Linked DNA regions of Mus musculus: region 1 is linked to region 2. Evidence: chromatin contacts called from public HiChIP or PLAC-seq data. All regions are on one chromosome and are shown on one strand. Each heading gives the region's core, a stretch centred on a gene start, on an enhancer-like site or on the middle of the called end of the contact. The rest is flanking DNA. Distances are from core to core; before and after follow the strand shown. Region 1 holds the start of Fign (fidgetin). Region 2 has its middle 220 kb from the start of Fign.

The links. HiChIP or PLAC-seq counts read pairs in DNA pulled down with a chosen protein or histone mark.
Region 1: an H3K4me3 HiChIP or PLAC-seq map of embryonic limb bud shows a contact between it and region 2, with 2.6 times the contacts expected there. The contact joins the promoter of Fign here to the enhancer-like site in region 2. A contact is called at or near these places in 3 of 39 promoter capture datasets (liver and maxillary cranial neural crest), 2 of 484 Hi-C or Micro-C datasets (cranial neural crest and nephron progenitors), 2 of 115 datasets of contacts at active chromatin or transcription factors (embryonic limb bud and embryonic stem cells) and 2 of 9 other capture datasets (adipose tissue and liver).

Annotation. Positions count from the first base shown.
Region 1 is chr2:64,095,963-64,099,356 of GRCm38.p6, forward strand. It overlaps Fign (fidgetin), which reads right to left and starts at 2,076. Exons shown (of 4, transcript NM_001267846.1): 1 at 1,880-2,076; 2 at 933-1,102.
Region 2 is chr2:63,874,551-63,878,078 of GRCm38.p6, forward strand. No RefSeq gene overlaps it. Among named protein-coding and RNA genes, the nearest start is that of Fign, 220 kb to the right of the region's middle. Within about 2 kb of position 2,026, at least 22 of the 459 cell types and tissues checked have an H3K27ac peak or open chromatin away from gene starts, as enhancers often do. A contact at or near this core is called in embryonic limb bud, where this site is marked.

The DNA.
Region 1 (3,394 bases), core at 826-3,325, 220 kb after region 2:
TTAGACTTAATTGAATATCACAAAGTGTACCAATAGCACAGCCACTAGAGCTATTGAAAACCCCTCTCACTCCATTTAACTGACTTTAAAAAAAAAAAGAAAGAAAGAAAAAGAGAGAAAGAGGAAAGAGTGATTACAAATAAAGTCATTTTCAGTTCCTGATTATTTAATTCTATCACAGGTTAAAAGTAAAAAGCTCTGACAGGCAGACAAGTGAATGGCAAGGGGGAAAAGAAAAAAGAAAAAAAGAAAACTACCAGTCTTTCTTACAAGATGTTAAAACTGGAGTGATAAAAATTATACACATATATATCTTACTTTCATGTAAAAGATACGCCATCACCCACTCACCCAAACGGCGGAAAATCCACACAGAAGAACCGAATACTCCATAAAGTGCAATCAAGGGAGCAAACAGTCAAATTCCATTAAAAGGTTGGGGTTGGGAGAAAAAGAAAATTCCATCCAGTCCTGTGTGTGTACATATATATGGATATATGTATAAACACTTTCATTACTTAGCAGTCTTTGCCCCACACTCCCACCCTCTCCATCCACCTAACCCCCACCCCAAAACAACAACAACAACAAAAATCCCACCCCGAGTTTAACTAATTTACATACCATTTGACTTCACCCCTGTTGAGAGCATTAATAGAAACATGCAACTTCAAGATTAGAGCTAAAGCCAATGAAAGTGTCCGCAAATAACATATTAATAAAAACTGAAATGCATAAAGAAGTGAAAGCAAATACAAAAAAAAAAAAAAAAGCACAGTGACAGATTAAAATAAACAGACATAGACATGTTTAAAAAGAATTGGACATCATGAGCATCTGGTTCCCAAGCAGCCTCCAATGGTTTTTATCATGCTATTTAATTTGTCTTCCCTATTTAAATGCAAAGGAAGTAAATTCCAAAACTGACATACCATAAACACTGGTGCTACTGATCATTTCTTGCTGGTAGCACAAAAAGCTGAATTGGATTTCTCACAAGCAGGAATTCCAAAGGTTGCTTTTCATTAAAGCCACTTTTCCTCTCAGCTATCAAATGTCACTGCCTTGAAACGTGGGCCCTTTCGTCAGGTATTCATTTAACCTACATGCATATAATTAAGGGGGAAAGCAACATCAACAAAAAGGGGATCTCAGATCACAGGAGAAGAAAGAAAGGAAAAAAAGCACATGACCGGGAATACAAGTCCATGTCAATTTCACTCACTCCCATTGAAACTAACAAGAGCTCCGGGGAGGACGGTAATAGGATCAGTGGATTGTATATACCATTAAATTATACATCTTTCTCTCCCGTTCCTTGCCAACAATACGCCCACCACGCTGTACCCCCTCCCGCATGATGTGCTTACAGTTTTCTGCAACCGATCCTCTGACATTTTTCTCGATCCCCCAGCCACGAGATTGTAATTTAACCTCAACTTTTTGTGTGTGTGCAAGATTCTTATTTACACTTCTTATTTACTTAGAAGTTAGTTCCCGAAGAAAGTCTAGCCCCACCCTATGGCTCCGCTTTCTTATTTTATTTTTTTTATTTTTTGAGGTAAAAAGATAGTAGTGAGTAAGCCCAATATCGCGAAAAGCGAGATTCTTGCAGTCACGAACTCTTAATCCCATACTATTGTTATAACGATTAAGCTGCAGAAATATGCATCATAATGTTTCAGGGCTACTTTGTACAGAGAAATTAGACAGCAGGTTGGCGTACAAAATAGAAACGAATGCAAATTAAATTTACTGTTTACGGCACAACTCTGAGACCTCTTCTCACTACAGGTCTTGGATCTATCTATATTCTTTAAAAATAAAACAAAAACAAAAAATTTAAACAGATGGTAAAAAACTACGAAGCTCTCCTTACCTGGACGCGCAGAGCGAGCTCCCGATAGGTTAGCGTAGCATCGATCCGATGTGTTTGCTGATGAATGGAAGCTAGGGTTAAGTGAAGGTGCCTATGATTTGAAATCATTCCAAGTTTTTGAAGGGAAGACGGACTGCAGCCTCTGCCATGTTGGAATTTCAAACCCAAAACAGCTGCTTGGAAGGAGCCAGCATGCCAGAGGCTGAGCGCAGGCGCAGAGCGCCGCCGAGCCAAATTCAAATCACTTTCACACTAAGAGCCAAAGATCAGTTTTCAAAGGAGAGAGGGAGAAAGAGACGCAGGCGGCCGCGCGGCCGGGCGTCGGGAGGCAGTGGCGAGAGGCGGGCGTTGGAGCGCGGCGGGCCGGGAGCCCCGGGAGGGAGCGGCGGCGCGGGCCGGGACTGCAGGGGGAGCGGAGGCGGGAGGCGGCGAGCGGCGCCCGGCCGCGGGCGGACAGGGAGGGCGCAATGGCCGGCCGCCGGGTCATGTTACACGGCCCGGGCCTCGGCGGCCGCCCAGCCTCACAGCTGCGCTCCCGCGGCCCGGAGGGGGCCCCGAGGTCATGCCGGCGCGCGGGGACGCGGAGCCCGGCCCAGCCCGCGCGCGGGGAGCGACGCCCCCGGGGGAAGCGAGCCCCGCTGTCCACGCGCGATCGCGCGTCCCTGAGGGCCCCTCCCCGGTCCTCCGGTCACCACCGTAGCCTGGCCAGCCCTCCCTGCTGCTGCGCGCACGGGACGGGGACCGGGACGTGGAGCCGGGACGTCCCCTATCCCCGAGGCTCCCCGCACCAGTCCGAAAATGACTTTATCTGCTAGGGAGAGGCAAGTTGGGGAGGCAGATCAGCTTGAACCCACTTCACCGCCTCCACCTCCCCGGGAATAAATAAAAACCCTAAGTATCTAGGTGTGCGGTCCCCTCTCAAGCTCCCCCGGCTCCCCTCCCTACCTCCCCCAGGCGGCTCGGGCAGGGGAGAGCAGCGCCCGGGGGCCCACGGTGAGGGCTGTTGGTGCGCAGGCAGAGACCTGGGGCTTCAGCTTTCCCAGCCCCCCGCTATGGAGCAATCTGGGGACCCAGGAGAAGGAAGAGAGTCGGGGCTTTGTGGTGCTGGGAGCTGAGGAAGAATGAAATGTGCAGTTGAGTGTGTGGCTCGCATCCCAGGGAGCAGTGCCGTGCTGATTGTCTGTGGCTGAGATAGCCTTTTGTTCGCAACATAAGGTTTAAGAAACACACACACGTTTTCTGGGGTCTCTTGTTAGATGTAAATGTGCTGCATCCAGACGCTTACTATGCAGTGTAAGCTCAGTTGGTTTACTAATCACCCCGCCCCACCCCCAAACAATCAGGATCATTTGAATGGGAACCTCATTCAGACTTCTGGGCTGAGAGGATTGCCTTCAACCTATTTCATCCTAGACTAGCCAACCATCCAACTGAGATAATAAAGCAAACAATAACATTTGATCATGATGTCTACGAGATAATGTGCCCGGCAAAGTTCTTAAGGAATTGTAATGA
Region 2 (3,528 bases), core at 776-3,275:
TCACCACTCCTACTCTATCATGTTCCAACAGATATACCCACAATTGTGAAGAAGTAGACAATACAAAATTGTCTCAGTAGAACAGAAACAATGTGTACAGGACATGAAACTGGGGTCAGTGGAACATGAAGCTATTAGAAGGAGATATACTTGATGAATAGGATTAAAATACATTGCATATAACATGAAGTTCTCAAACTTATTAAAATATTATATTGAATTTTAAAATACTTTAAAACTTTGTTTCAAATTGATCATCAGAGCAATCTGAAGCCACCTTTTCCTCCCAAATAATAATGTATGCCTATAAGATTTTTGAGTTTAGAAAAAATGGAGGGTGGTAAAAGTATCGAGTGTTTTCTTTTCCCATTCAAATTTTTAATCTTCATGGATGCAATAGATTTTAGAGGTAATAATAAAAATCCCAAACAAACACTACAATTGCCTAGTGATGTAATATCATCAGTTACTTAGGGATTTTTGTTTCTTCTCTAAGCAATAATCTTCCCTGCTTACAGAGTAAAGGTCTTGGTCTTCCTGGTAGCCTGTTTGGCTGAGCTTGGATCTAAGTAGCCAATCCTCCTTTAAAACAGAGCAGTCAGGCTAGGAGAGAAAACGCTGTCAGAGCAGTGCACATTTCCAGACCTAAGACGCTGGATTTTCAAACCTAATATCAGCCCAGTTGGGGTATCTCATCGCTAAGATCTCATCTCATTATTTTTTCAATTCATATTGGATTCACTGTTAAGCTATTTTCAGTCATGCACATTGACCTAGATTCTCCCACGGTGTAAGCTACTCCCCAGGAGTAAGCTGGGTACTTGAGGAAAGTGCATTAACCCTTTCAGGTCTGCTGTGTTAACTGCTTTCCTGGTGTTGTAGAAGAGACACCTCTCAGGACAGTAAGTGAGGCTTTCATATATAGAGGAGGATTTGAACAGCTTACTTAGACACCTCTTGAACAACCTCAAACCTCGCAGAAACTGGTTTACTTTCTAGAATGATAGCAAATATTCAGATGATGGATTTTAAAACAATATTCTGATAAATATTCCATTGTATAATTATTATTTAGATTCTACTTAGAGAAAAGCCTCTGACCCAAGACCTAGGTAACTATTAAATAGCAACCTTCCTTTGAAGATCATAAAATATAGTTTCTTGTTCTAGCAGAGAGCTTAGAAAAGCATTAACAGTTGTTAATATTTTATTTTCTTTCTACAGAGCCTTAAACAAGGTAACTATTTATTTAGCTACACTGTCCTTTAAAATAAATAAATCTAACTTAAAATAGTTGCAGCAAGAGTGACCCCTTTTACTTGTACCGCATTGTCACTTGGCTCTTACAAGAGACAAACCAAGAGACACATATTTGAAGAGTGGCTACACATGAGGATTTACTGACACCACCCTGGTAGTTGACCTCTGCATCATCTTACTCTTCCTTCATTTCTTCACTTCATAGAACTTTCTCCTCCTGCATTTGGCTTCTTTTACGGGTTATTTCTTCATTAAAGTTGGTTATTGAATACCTCTACTCACAGGGCAAATCAGCAGCAAACAAAAATAGTACTGTTTCAGTAAAGACTCAGCCTGGCATTAGATTGGTATCTTGCATTTGCCCAGTGTATCTTGATAGCAAGGGGACTAATAGAGAGACAGTAAGGCATGGTTAGGAGAACACATTAGGAGGACTTTGGGGAGACCATCCATCTAGTAGTGAGAAGTCAGAGGCAGAAGAATGTGATGTCCTTCACTGCCTCTTTGTACTCCCCTCCTTTGGAAAGGTAACAGTGAAAGTAAGGCAAGTTCCATCTGGATTAGATCAGTGAAGGAAAACAAAACACAAATAGAGGGGTGGCTGTAAGAAAATTAGCAGACAGAAACTATCGATGTCTGCTGAAGTGCTGCATGAAAATGACTAACATGCAACTTCCAAGGAAGTAGAAAACAAGTGCTAACTAACAGGAATGTGGGCCAGCCCCTCCCCCTCCCTAGCCCTTACTGCTCTTGCTAACTTGTTTACAAGAGTGTCTCACTCAATAAACCTGAGCTACTCGAGGTCAGTGGCGCTCCTGGTGAGGCCAGGAGTGCCTAACATGTGGAAAGATTCAGTCAGTGTTTGCTGATGGGGGAAATATGTCACCATCTTTAAGCAAATACTTTGACCAAGACATCTGGAAATGTACATTTTATTTTATTCCTTGAAACAGTGTATTTTACTCAGGAGAAAATGGTCACAGCTACTTAAGAAATTGTCTAGTGAGATTTATTAAGTTTCTCTTTGTTTCCAAACAAAACAAAGGACCAACAACTAAGAACTGCTAAAGATTGATACTCTATCTTTGTGGTTTACTGCCCAGTCTAATACTTTTTTTTTAAGTGCTTGTGGCATGATACAGATGAATTAGAACTTGAATTAAGCTGCGCTTCTTGATGGTTCAAATTTATTATTCCAAAAAAAAGCTGTTTGCTTTCTTCTTTGATAGATGCTCATGGGTTTACACTGTCCCTAAGCTAAAATGTGTCTCCTTCTCACCAGTAGGATCTCTTCTAGCTAAGAACAAACTTGTACAGAGGTCCATGAGTAGACATGCATTCCCAGTGTTTAGAATATCTAGTTTTATGCCTTGAAAGTAGATTTACTGTGTAGAATTATCAAGGTACCTTACAGCTTAACTTCCTTTTAAAAATCAACAAACAGAAGCTTCAATAAATATCTATCACAGAAACAGGGAAGCCGCAAAATGCCCTCTTAGGGAAGTGTATAAACTCTTCTAAGCCTTGGAAGAGGTTATTTGCTAAATGTCTAAAAGAGTTAATGATCTTCCAGAAGGGAATAAAGATCAAACCCAGTGTCCTCTACAGCACTAATGGCTCAGTACACTAAATCTTTTACTCTTCTCTAAGTGACTTCAGTCTCTTTCTTTGGCCTCCTGAAAGCAAAATCCTAGTCCTTTATATTCAAGGGGGGAAACTACTTTAAGATTGCATTAAAACCATATGCTGCCCAGGAAGTTCAATGTTAGCAGGCAGTAAATTACACATTTAACCTGTTTGTTGTTCCTCAGTGTTGCTACAAACATATTAGAGTACCTAGTACCTTTTAATGGCTAGAAACTCAGTCCATGCCATTTGGAAAACATATGTTCTGTTCATGGTGGATTTTAGTTCTGCCTTCCTCTTAGCACCTGCAAACTGGTCTAGATTATTGCAAATCATTATATAAATATGAACAATAAGCACTTGAGTAGAAATAATTGATACACCACCCATACTTCCATTTTGCAAGGTAAAATAAAAGATGGATTTTTCCCCCCTCGGCCTAATTCCCACTTCCCATTAAAGTTGTGTATATAAATAACCCAGGTTATCTTTTTTTCCTTGCAAGAAACTCTGTTTTTATCTCAGTTTCACTCCTAGTAGCTCAGAACTCCACTACTCTAAATTAGGACAGTTTATCTTAAGGCTTCATAATCTTATGAGACTATAATTGGGAAGTTTATAAAAAAAAAAAAAAGCAGGGAG